Linked DNA regions of Mus musculus: region 2 is linked to region 1. The links are chromatin contacts, called in public Hi-C maps. All regions are on one chromosome and are shown on one strand. The core of a region is the stretch at or near the end of the contact, and the rest is flanking DNA. Distances in the headings are between cores, read along the strand shown.

Region 1 (6,588 bases), core at 716-3,215:
TCCTCACATCCTTGGCGGAGGCTTGGTTTGTTAGCTGGGAAGGGCTCCCCCAAAGATCCTGGTGACGCTGTGGGGAAAGTACTGAAGCTACTGTTTGAGCTTCCAAACGCTGACGTAGAAACCCTCTTCTCTTCTTCTACATTTTGGTTAGACAAAGGAGAGGCAAAGGCAGGAGTATTACTAGTAACTGGTTTCGAAAAGATAAAACTTGAGCTAGTCACCGAACTATTTGTCACCTGTGGGAAAGAAAAAGGGGTCAGGCCTCCAGACCCGCTACCAACGGGATGGGAAAATGTAAAAAATCCAGAAGAAATCTGGCTCTGGGTTTTTTCTGGCTCTGACTCAGGCCCCGGTATCGGTTTGAAGACTGCATTTTCCAGAGGTTTAAACTTGAATTCCGTCTTCCGAAAGCCAGAACCTGCTACTTCTCCGGTTTCTGGCCCAAAAGTAGCGCCACTTGGGAAAACCCCAACACTAGAGGTTGACTTAAAGCTGAATGCCGTATTGCCGGGCACAGAGGAACTCGAAGTAGCTGCGAAAGAAGGTGTGGATTCGAGACTAGAGAAGAGTCCCACACTTGAGGTTTGGGTGAGTCCAAATGCTGGCAAGGAGGAAGAATGGCTTCCTCCAGAGGGTGTTGCAAAGCTTGGTACTTGTGAAAACGCCAGGCTCTTGCTGGGTGTGCTGTTCTGTCCAAAAAGGGAAGGCTGGCCAAATCGAAATGGTGATTTAGTCTGATATGTTCCCGTGGTGCTGGAAGATACCGCAAAAGCACTGGGCTGCTGCCCTCCGAAGGGGTTCACCGGGTGCATCTTCAAGCCAATTATCTGAAGGCAATAAATATGGACTATACACAAGTAGCTCTCCTCTTTAAATTATCTGTTGCCAGGGGAAGCTCTCCTTCATCCTCAGGATGACCTGGAAAAAAAAAAAAAGGTTAGGACATCACAGCATATTTTGCTCCAACTCTTAAATCACAGAAATTCTAAGACAATTATTTAAAAGGCAAGGGCACAACGGGCCGCCGACCACTCACAGATCAACAGGTTTTGGACACAGGGTATTAGAAATGGATTATGGTGTAAGGGAGGTTTAAAGATTTTTTTTTCTTTTTCTTTTCATTAAAGACAAGGTCTCGTAAAACGGGCTTGGTGGCGCATGCCTTTAATCCCAGCACTCGGGAGGCAGAGGCAGGCAGATTTCTGAGTTCAAGGCCAGCCTGGTCTACAAAGTGAGTTCCAGGCCAGCCAGGGCTATACAGAGAAACCCTGTCTCGAAAAACCAAAAAAAAAAAAAAAAAAAAAAGACAAGGTCTCGCTTAGCCCAGGCTTGCCTCAAGCTTACTACAATCAAGCACAACCTTAAGTTCCTTTCTTCTGCCTCGGTCTCCCTTCTGCTGGGACCACAGGTGTGCTCCAGCAGGCTTAGGTGAAGCCTGATCCGTTATGATTAAAATAAAAATGCAAAGCATTTTATTCAATTGATACCTTCTCGGGGAAAAAACAAGCAAACAAACAAACAAACAAAACCTCAGTAATAAGACGGGAACACATCACTTATCAGATTCTTGCGATCTCCAAGGCAAAATAAATAAATAAATAAATAAAAACACAAAAACCGTAATTTAAAATGTTACTGCTTTGGGTTCCTACCATCTCATTTTTCTCCCGGTAACTCGAACTTGCGATGCCCTGGTCTAGAAATAATAGCTTTTTATCCCCGATGCTTAACACTCCGGAAGCCGGCCGCTAGGTTAACAGACGCCTTCGAGCGAAGACTAGTGAAGGCCTTCAGCAACTCGGCAAAGACACAAGGGACAGCGGAGGCCGCGGAGGGAGGAGCAAGTCCGCCAGATACGGCCACTGTCGCCAGCGCTTGTGCTCGCCCACAGTCTGCGTGCAGCCTCTACCGGGCCCACCGCACCGCAACAAACCGGCCACTGGAGCGGGCTCTTGGGTGTGCGCTACGGACATCAAATTTGTAGGACCAACTTCCGGTCCTCCGCATCCGGCTTCCGCTCTCTGGGGTGTGCTGCTGCTGATCTTCCGGCAGGCGGCCCGCCAGACCCCCGACCTTCTTCACGGTCGGATTCGGTAAGTGCACGGCGATCCCGCATTGTGCGGCGTGGAAGCCCCTCGTTCGTGCGTGGATCCTCCAGCCTGAGTGCCCGAGAGACGCTGGACCCACAGCGACCCCATTTGCTCACCCACACTCATCCTCACCTGGTCCTGCACCATTGCAACCGCCCCAAACCACTTGCCTTATTCTGCACGTTGTGCCCAGTCTACCCTGTTTATTAGTTTCCTAGGGTAAATAAAGGTGATTTCCCTTAGCATTGCCACCAGATAAATCCCATCAAATAAAGTTTTATTGTGAGCGCGTGTGTGTTTTTACATAACTTATCACTCTCTAGTAGTTACGGGTCTTTTCTCGAACTTTAACCACAGGTTCCTTCCAACCATTTTTTTTTTTTTTTAAAGGGCTGGGTGTTCTTCCCGAAATGAGTTTGGTGATTAAAAATCTGCAGCGGGTGGTCCCCATCAGAAGAGTGCCACTTCGCAGGAAGATGGATTTAGTCAGGAGTATCTTAGGAGTGAAGAAATTTGACCTGGGGATCATCTGTGTTGACAACAAGACTATTCAGAACATTAATAGGATCTACAGGAATAAAAATGTCCCAACTGACGTGCTTTCTTTCTCATTTCATGAGGTAAATATGTATACCTCATATTTAAAATAAATATATATGTATGTATATATGTTCTTCTCGTACAGCTTACCTTCCTTCCAGAATAGTTCCTGTTAATTACATTACAGATCTGGTTATCTTTGATTTTGAAGTTTTCTGGAAATGCACTGAAGTCTAGCCTGGTGTGACTGTGCATGCCTTTAATCCCATCTATCCAAGAGGCAGAGGCAGTCGAATCTTTGTGAGTTCAAAGCCACCTTTGGTCTGCCTGGTTAGTTTAAGGCCAGACAAAAGCCACATAAGAAGCCCCTTTCTCAGCCGGGTGGCAGTGGTGGCACACACCTTTAGTCCTAATGCTTGGGAGGCAGAGAAAAGCAGATCTCTGAATTCAAGTCCACCCTGGTGTTACAGAGTGATTAACAGGACAGCCAGGGCTACAAAGAGAAACTCGGTCCAAAAAAAAATCCTCTCTATCTCAAAAACAAGCAAATAAAAAACAGAAATGAAGCAATATGACATAGACCCATTAAGTATGTCTAGCCCTAAACATCACAATTCCTCTATGCAGGGACCACTCTCACTAACTCAGTGCCCTCAGGAAATTCAAATAAGAGTGTCTGCAGTTTTAAGTGTACCTCAGTAGTAAATGCTTGGACAGAAAAGTAAAAACTGGTAAGCATTATCAACAGATTCCCTTGCGATAGATAGCTACAAGGAACCACATTGTCTAAATAGCTTCCCCCATTGTTAGCAGAAGAAATGGGAATACTCCTTTTGGGGAATGAATTGGTAGTAAATGGTGCTTCAAAGGATAGAAAAGAGAAGGAAAGAGCCAAGGATGCAGGCTTAACCCTGGAAAGTTAAGCCTTGTGATTGTGGCATAAAATAAGGTCAGGCACCCGTGCAGAGTGGGCATGGTGGTCAGGCAGAGACAGGACAGGACTCGAGGTGTGCGTTGGGAGAGGCTGGATGCAGTAGAATCAGTGTCGCCTGCTTCTAACTGCAGACAGGATTGGGCTATAGCCCGCACAAGATGGGTAGAACAGAGCCCAGCAGAGGGGACTGAAGGTCTACAGCATGTCTGAAGAGGCCACAGCTAATGAAGGATTTGTTTCTGTATATATATATATAGTGGATTATAGCATACACACGTTTCTTCCCCTGTCAAAGCAAAGTTCTTTCTGCTTTTCTCTTTTTTTTTTTCCACCCTTTGGTTTTTCGAGACAGGGTTTCTCTGTGTAGCTCTGGCTGTCCTGGAATTCACTTTGTAGACCAGGCTGGCCTCGAACTCAGAAATCCACCTGCCTCTGCCTCCCAAGTGCTGGGATTAAAGGCGTGCGCCACCACGCCCGGCTTATATGTAAGTACACTGTAGCTGTCTTCAGACACTCCAGAAGAGGGAGTCAGATCTCGTTACCGATGGTTGTGAGCCACCATGTGGTTGCTGGGATTTGAACTCCGGACCTTCAGAAGAGCAGTCAGTGTTCTTACCCACTGAGCCACTCTCCAGCCTGTTTCCCTTAACAGGAAAAAATGGCAGGCACACAAGTGGGGAAAGAGTGTGATTGTGTCCATATGCCAATTCAATGATATTGAATGTGACTTTGAGAGGGGTTGGGGGGGTGAGTAGATAATTTGATAAAAACAGCACGTGAGGGTCACTGTGTGATAACTGCATTCCACCCCCTCAGACTCTTTGATGGTCCTTAGCCTTCATTATGCAGCTTGAGCATCCTGTGGTTAAGAGTCCCGTGCCCTCTGCTAAACAAGTGAGCCAGGTCCTTGTAACCTGGTGATGTTTCTCCTTTTCAGAATCTGAAAGCTGGCGAATTTCCTCAGCCACACTCACCGGATGATTATAATCTGGGAGACATTTTCCTAGGGGTGGAGTACATTCTTCAGCATTGCAGAGAAAGTGAGGATTACTGTGATGTCCTGACGGTAAGTCGGGTGCGGAGCCACATACGCTCGCAAAGGAACTTCAAATGAACCTTAGAGAAGGTGGAAGAGGAGACTCCTGGTAACACACGAGCATCCACACATACCACTTGTATTGATGGGACTGGAAGCTCCAGACTTGAGGGAAGGAGAACACACTGGGGGGGGGGGGGGAAGCCTGGTGTCCCCAGGGACTTCTTCAGCTTTTATCTCTAGAAATGGGACCATGCTTCCCTAATTGAAATTTGCTGGATTGGCTTCTTATTACACTACCCAGAACAGAACAGGAGCCTCCACACTTCAGAGTTTGAAGGCAGGAGGGGAAACTAACAAGAGACGCGATGTACCAGTGTTCAGTAGAAGAGCTCCACTTTGGCAGAACACCCACAGCCTTGCTGTCTGTGGGCCTCCTAGAGTTGAAGAGTGACCCAAAGCAGGCCCTGGTGGTGACCCAGAGTTAAGGCCTTGGCCTTGACTGTCTCCTTGATCTCGGATAGTGCAGCCTGTGCTATACAGAGTTGGGGAAGTTATAATTCTCTGCTGTGAAGGAAGTGGCCCAGAGCCAGCAGCGGCACTGCCAGTTGACATAAAATAACACCTCTGCTTTAAAGGAAATAAGAAACTAGTTTATTCTGAGCCAAATGAGGGTGGCTACTGAAGCCAAAGAACAGATTTGGGTTACTGTACAACATGGAAGGGGTTGTGTGAACTCTCATAGTCCCGGAATAGACAAAAGGCACATGTCACCAGTGACTTCAGTGCAGACGTTAGACAGACAGTATACAGGGAGGTGGTGGCAATTCTGTAGGTTTCCCACACAACCACTGAGTGTCCCTGGCTTTAGGGATGGCCGAGGCTAGAAGTGTGTCAGACTAACCATGCTTTCCAAGAGGTGATCTGCTCAACATGAGGGTATTAGGGCAGATCCCAAGGTTCGTAGTAAATGGTTATTAGAGGGTACTAAAGATTGCTAGAGATAACTTTAGCTTAGCTTGCAGTAGTCCTCTCTATAAATCTTGGTGTTCTGGTCAGCCAAAGCTAGACATCATGCAGGCTCTTCATTAGCTGGGCTCTTCAGATCTTCAGTGCCCTCTGCTGGACTCTGTTCTACCCCTTCTTGTGCGGGCTATAACCCAATCCTGTCTGCAGTTAGAAGCAGGCGACACTGATTCTGCTGCGTCCAGCCTCTCCCTCCACCTACTCGAGTCCTGTCCTGTCTTTGCCTGACCACCATGCCTACTCTGCACAGGTGCCCTGACCTTGTTTTACGCCCTAGCCTAGAGGGATGGCTCCGTGGGTATCAGGAGCCACTGTTCTGGTGAACACGAGTTCTCTTCCCAGCATCTGGGTCAGGTATTTTACAACCGCCTGCCCCCAGCTCCAAGGTATCAGATGTCCTCTCAGGCCGCAAGGATGTCTGTACTCATGTGCACATATACACAATTTAAAAATAATAAGTAAATAAATGAAAAGATGTAGACTATACCACCCAGGTCTTGAACTCTTGGATTCAATCAATACTTCACTGCAACCTTCTAGACCACTGATACTACAACCGTGATTCACCCTTGCTTAATTCTATCTAGTCAGATTCCCAATACTGCCAGGGACAATCAACTCTTTTTACCTGGTCTCAACCCCAAACAGTGTTGCTCCACACTAATTAAGTGAACTGAGTGAATGAATTGTTCTGTTTTAGACAGGAGGCGATAGAGGTTGGGATGTAGCTCACTGGTAGCACTTGCCTAGACAGGAGAGAACTGAGTATTAACTCCAACCCAGGGCAGCAACTGTGTATCCTGCCCCAGGGTCCTGGCGTAGGACAACTCAGTCTTACAAGGGTCCTCTGTGAGCCCGAAGGGGCGGCCGTCTGGTAGATCATCCCCTGAGCTGACTTCTCAATTACTCCAACAGGTCACAGCCACCCATGGACTCTGTCACCTGCTGGGCTTCACCCACAG
Region 2 (6,440 bases), core at 1,315-3,814, 1.2 Mb before region 1:
GTGACCCTTGTCAGTTGTCCTAACTTCTGCACATGCACAGTGGCACTCGCCTGCCCACCCACAAATACACAAAAACAGCTGTCATTGTAAAACAATCTCAAGTCTACCCCAATGTGGGAACTGTGACACTGTCTGGAAACAGTCTCAGCAGATGTACCAGAATTAAATACAGAACATTCTGACTAGGCTGGGCCCTAAGCCAGTGACTGTTGACATTTCAAGTGGAAAAATCTGAATACCGACACACCCAGGCTCAGATGGCCACAGGAAGGTACAGGAGAGGAAGGACTTACACTAGCACAGCTAAGTAACCCGCAGTAGCCAGCACTCTAGAGCTGAGAGGGAGGAAGGACCTTCCCCAAAAGCCCACCCTGCCTAGGGTGACAGCCCAGGCCACAAGTGGGCTTCTAATTCTATCTCCAAACCATGAGATGCTGTCTGTTATGGTATCTGAGTGGTGACAATGTTACAACAGCCCTGGACCACTGTTCCCTTGTCTGTCACAGTAAGAAGAAAAGCTGTGGAAACATATGACAAGGACACAAGAACACACACTGTTCTTACAGAGGAACCAGGTTCGAGTATTGGCACCCGTATGAAAAAGAGGCAGGCTTTATTTACCATGGGTGCCTGTAGCCCCAGAGTTGGAGGCAAGGGAGGAAACAGGAAGATGTCTGGGGCTAACTGGCTGGCCATTCTAGCTGAATTGATGAGCTCCAGGTTCAATGACAGGCCTGGTCTCAAGAGAAGAGGGTGGAGAGTGAGCGACAGAGTGGGACATTCAATATCCGCCTCTGCGTGCACAGGACACTGCACTTGGGAGCAGTCTAAGGTCTTCGCTTGGCTCTTTTTGTGATATGACCACAGTCTAATCGTTTTATATCTGTTATTCAACTGCTATAAAAGAAAAACAAGGAGCCTGAAAAACAATAGGGATGAAGAGATGACTCATAGATTTTGTTGCTCTTGCAGAAGATCCAGGTTCTAGTTCAGCACCCACACAAAGACTCACAACCAGCTGTAACTCCAGTCCCTGGGGATCTGATGTCATCTTCTGACATCCACTGGCACAGGCACACATATGACACACTTACCTATGTGTAATCAAAATACTCATAAAAATACACATAAAAAACACATTAAAAAAAAGTTAGACAATGAACCACACTCAAGGTCATATCGCCTCTAAATCTACAGTACAATCAGGTATGCAAGAACACCTTCGCTCTAGCCCAACCTCGGATGTTCTAATTCAACCTGGATGTTCCTGTTGAATCTACCTAATACTAGAGTACATGGTCTTAAACAGAGGACAAACCTTTTATACCATAAAGGAAGAAAAACACTCAGTGGGACTTTTATTGAATTCACAAGGACACGGAAAAAACCTCCCTCCCTCCCTCGCTCCTCGTGCTTTGTACTGCTGGATGCATTTCCATCACTGCTGCCACAGGCTTAAACAATATCCATTGATGACCTCATGGTTTCCATGTGGGCTTGGGCCCAGCCGAGACAGCTGGTTGTTTCAGGGCTGCAACCCAAGTCCATTCAAGTCGCTGGCACAACTCAGTTCCGTATGGCTGTAACACTGGTCCCAGACTAGCTGTCAGCCTGGGGCCACCCTTAGCTCCCTGCCCTTTTTTTTCCTCTTCCAAGAAGCCACAGCAGGTGGAGTCCTTCTCCTCTGTGAACCCCCTGAGCCCCTCGCCAGCCTTCCTATTTTAGAGTTCCCTCTTTAACCAAATTCCTTCTCTCTCTCACACGGAGATGATTCACAACCTTAACTTCAAATTAAGTGACAATACGTTTTGTCTGACGTACGAGTAGAGGCTTTTTGTGGCGGATAAGTTTTTCTCTAATGTGAATACCCTTGGGTAGAAGTGGTCAAAACTTAAACCCCTGTCCCGGAGCTTAAATGCTGTTCCCTCTTTTTTAGATAAAGGGGATGTGTCTCAATCTAGACACAGAGCTGAAAAAGTAAAACAGAGAGAAAAACAGATCCGGATCCAAGGAAACTGTCCGGAGCCCGTGTCCGAGAAACTTTGGTTTTCCCCAGCAACTCGCACCTGCGGCGTGGCCGGGGGTTTGAGGCGTTATCTTGTTTATTTTTAACTTTCTCCCCCAACTCCCCTCGACGGCTCGACCACCTTACGGGGATTACCCGGTACTCGCCCCGCAGCATCAACTGTCGGGAGGGCAGATGCGCAGCACACAGGGGCTTAGGGACCAGACCCGGGTGGCAGGGCCACGGCGGCGCTGCCCCGGCCGGCTTCTGAGCCCAGGGCCAGCCCCGCTGCCGCTGGCTGGGGTGCGCAGGTGACGGCGACAGCCTGGCCTTTTATCCGCACGCGGAATCTCGCAGCCCGGCCCAGTACCCCCGCACCGCACCGCACCGAGCCGAGCCATGCCGGGCCACGCCGCGGGCGACTATGGGGAAGAGGACAGGAAGGCGGCGCCGCCTGACTCACGCTTATACTCGGCCATCAGCCTCTTCAACGCCGTCCCCGCCATACCGCGGAACCTGCGTTCAGCAGCCTCGCCACATCCGCGCCGGTCCCGCCCGCCCGCTCCGACGCCCACGACTGCTTCCGGGTCGCGGGCTCCGGGCGCAAATGCATCCGGGGCGCGCGCGGGTGACGTGGCGCACCCGGGTGCTTCAGACAGGCTCGCTGGGGTTCGCCTCGCGCTCCCCGGGTAATGGCCCGGGTCGACGGAGCTCGGCTTCCAGAATCTTCTCGGCCGGCCACACCCTCAGCATTGAAGGTTTCCTACGCCGCCGTGAGGCTTTGCGCAGCTCGCCCTGCGGCCCTTTAGTCTTGAAAAATAGTGCGAGAGCTAATGGCTCATCATGGATTGTTCCTGAATGAGACTCATGTCCTTGCGCTTGGGCTCGCCCCTCAGAAGTGGCTGTCCAGATCGTGAAACTTTCCCCTTGTAGGCATGAATGTCCTAGAACTCATTATTTAGCCCAGGCCGGCCTCGAATTCACAGAGATGCCACCTGCCTACCTCTGTCTCCCAAGTGCCACTACACCTGGTTTTTGAGGCCCAGGTGATTTGAGATGACACTTCTAGCAAGAGAAAGAGTACCTTGGTTTCACAAAGGAAGGATAAAGTTCCCGGGCCATATCCCATCCTCTCTGGCCAAAAAAACTCAGACTCTGCCAAGTAAGCTGTACTTCCTCATCATACGGAACTGCCAGATAGATGCTTGGTATTTTCTTAGGTGCACCACTGCCTTCGCTAAGTGGACATGAGGGATACAGCTCGGGACGTGGCTCTCCGAAAAAAGGGGCTTTCAGGACTAGGTGTAGGGACAAAGAGAAAGTTCCTGCTGGGACCCTGAGTATAAGAAGCTGAACTCAAAAGATTTGAGGCATTAGATTCATCACATTTGTCGTTTTAAAAAAGAATATTAAGGGGGCTGAAGAGATGGCTCAGCGGTTAAGAGCACTGACTGCTCTTCTGGAGGTCCTGAGTTCAAATCCCAACAACCACATGGTGGCTCACAACCATTTGTCACGAGATCTAATTCCCTCTTCTGGTGTCTGAAGACAGCTACAGTGTACTTACATACAATAAATAAATCTTTTAAAAAAATATATTAGAGCCAGGCAGTGGTGGTGCACACCTTTAATCCCAGCACTTGGGAGGCAGAGGCAGGCCGATTTCTGAGTTCGAGACCAGCCTGGTCAACTGAGTGAGTTCCAGGACAGCCAGGGCTACACAGAGAAACCCTATCTTGAGAAAGAAAAAAAATATTAGGATGCTACTCCAATTACATGTAAGGTTAAAAAAAAAAAAAATCCCACACGCATAACCCTCCCAAGCATGCCCCACCCACAAGTCAAAAGGAGGCCTCGAGGACACACTGCTCCTCCTGCTGTTGCCTGTAGAAGCATAAGTTAGTCTAACACATCCAAATGATGTGGCAGCCCCGATTCCCTGCGACAGTTTGAATGTGAGTCGTGCCCACATGTTTGCTGGTCAGGGTGGAACCTCCACTAGCTGGATAGGGGTGAATTTTGAGATTAGGATTAGCTTAGTTTCTAGTTCTCTCTGCTTCCCAGTCAGCTACCCGGTGAGTAAGCAGCTGTCACACACTGCTGCCGCCTTGGAGCCACCTGCCGCCATGATAGACGGTATCCCCTCCAACCCCAAGGCAAAATTAACTTCTGTGTGTCGGGTATTGATCCCATCAGCAAGAAAACAAACTTGTAAAGTAGTACCATGAACTGAGGCCATCCCTGGGATGAGCCTGACCATGAGCTTCAGAGCTAGTTTGGTTTTGTTTTAAAGATTTTTATGAGTACACTATGGCCGAAAAAAAAAAAAAAGATCTATTTATTTATTTAATGTGAGTACATTGTAGCTGTACAGAAGGTTGTGAGCCTTCACGTGGTTGTTGGGAATTGAATTTTTAGGACCTCTGCTTGCTCCAGTCAACCCCACTGGTCAACTCTGCACTGCTGGCCAAAAGACTTATTATAAGTACACTGTAGCTGTTTTCTGACACACCAGGAGAGGGTGTCAGATCCCATTACAGATGGTTGTGTGCCACCCTGTGGTTGCTGGGATTTGAACTCAGGACCTCTGGAAGAGCAGTCAGTGCTCTTAACCGCTGAGCCATCTCTCCAGTCCCAGCCCCAGAGCTAGTTTTAAGGAGAAAAGTGGAAAACAGGTTCAGAGCTGGGAGCTAGAGAACTCTCAGATTGCTGTGAGCAGGGCTAAGAGGACGACTCTGGGGGGAATTTGGAAGACCAGAACACCAAGAAATGCAGGTAGCCTAGACTGCTCAGGGTGCTTTATCCCAGAGGTGAACATCGAACATATCAGAAACTTGGTGGTAACCATTTCACGTCACATCCTGTGGCAGGGCAACGCAGTGCAGTTTCCTCCATCTTGGATCCTTGCTGAGGCCATGTTCGGCTTAACTAGAATCTGATCTCTCTGATTGGGAAGCCCCATAAACAGTTATTCAACTCTATTCTAGGAACTTGAGGTCAAGATGCCCCAGCTTAGCTTCTATTAAAGCTTGTGCAGAACTCCCTCCAGCTAACTGCCTTTAAACTGCTCACTTGCACAGAACTTCTCCTTGCAAACTGCTGAGTTATCAGAATGTGGGGTTTTTTGTTTTGTTTTTTGTTTTTTTGTTTTGTCTTTAAAAACACCTTACTCTATACTCTAAAGCAGTGGTTCTCAATCTTCCTAATGCTTTAACCTTTAACACAGTTCCTCATGTTATGGTAACTCCCAACCGTAAGATTATATTTGCTATTACTTCATAACTGTAATTTTGCTACAGATTTGACCCCTACAAACCATTGCTCTTTAGTTTTGAGTCCCAAATACCTAAGTGTGGTCCCAGCTGGCTGGAATAAATACTTCCAATTGGCTATAGACTGTATCTGAGTGGTCTTCTCTGGTGGATTCCCCATAACAATTCCGTTTTCCCTGCATCCTAAAAACTGGAGTGAGGCCATATTTCAAAAATAATGAGCTAAGGAAGCTGTTTGGCAGAGGGAATTTCAAGGCAGCCTACCTAACATCCAGGCTGTGGCATGATTCTTGTTCACCGCATTTATCCAGATTACAGTGAAAACAGGTAGAAAGTAGCCCAGAGAAATGTGGGAAGTGTCCTTTGGTGAACAGAGATCAGACAGAGTTGAGGGCAGGGCAGACTGGGAACAAGCTGTAGTGGTTAAAGGAATTTAGTGTCAGCAAGAGCTGTCTGAGACACTGCACTGGGATACTAGGTACAGTGCCTAATGAAATGAGAACCCCAAGGTATAAAATGCAAGAGATCCTTCAGGGTTCCCTGCTTAAAAACAAAAAAACCAAGAGCACACAGGGAGGTTTTCCCAGCCTCAAGAGCACACAGAGATGGCTGCAACTGTGCCCTAAGGGTGACAGGCTTCCTCTGGAACTGACAGCCAAACTTGATGGTGGCTCCACATTTGTGAGCTTTTTTGTTTTTTGTTTGTTTTTGTTTGTTTGTTTGGAAACAGGGTTTCTCTGTATAGCCCTGGCTGTCCTGGAACTCACTTTGTAGACCAGGCTGACCCCGAACTCAGAAATCTGCCTGCCTCTGCCTCCCAAATGCTGGGATTAAAGGCGTGAGCCACCACTGCCCAGCTGCATTTGTGAGATGTAAGAGGGGAGAAAGGCCAATGAAACAAGGCAATGAATGGGGGGTATCAAGATTCCTGTACAGAGGCCCTGAGAAGCCACACTGTGGAGTTGAGAAGGGAGAGGTTATCTGTTAAGGAATCCTCAGATGTTAGAGATACCAGCAGGGTGGGATGCTCACTGAGGAATGTTCCAGACCCCAAGTACTGACCCAACAGAGACCACAGCACCTCAGGAGGCAGAACTGTGGGGTAGGACTGACTACCCACAGCTAACAGAGCCCAAATGATCCCAAGAACCTCTGACGTAGCA

What was found. A called contact is a pair of places that touch in the nucleus more often than the background predicts.
Region 2: a contact with region 1 is called in a Hi-C map of B cells, with 12 read pairs. The contact joins the promoter of Ube2g2 here to the promoter of Mcm3ap in region 1. A contact is called at or near these places in 1 of 39 promoter capture datasets (pre-B cells), 1 of 484 Hi-C or Micro-C datasets (B cells) and 1 of 115 datasets of contacts at active chromatin or transcription factors (astrocytes).

Annotation. Positions count from the first base shown.
Region 1 is chr10:76,464,279-76,470,866 of GRCm38.p6, reverse strand. It overlaps Mcm3ap (minichromosome maintenance complex component 3 associated protein), which reads right to left and starts at 1,965. Exons shown (of 29, transcript NM_019434.3): 1 at 1,653-1,965; 2 at 1-918. The coding sequence starts at 812. It overlaps Ybey (ybeY metallopeptidase), which reads left to right and starts at 1,753. Exons shown (of 5, transcript NM_172550.4): 1 at 1,753-2,093; 2 at 2,481-2,710; 3 at 4,502-4,630; 4 at 6,542-6,588. The coding sequence starts at 2,501.
Region 2 is chr10:77,618,445-77,624,884 of GRCm38.p6, reverse strand. Ube2g2 (ubiquitin-conjugating enzyme E2G 2) reads right to left here and starts at 2,564. Exons shown (of 6, transcript NM_019803.3): 1 at 2,469-2,564. The coding sequence starts at 2,511.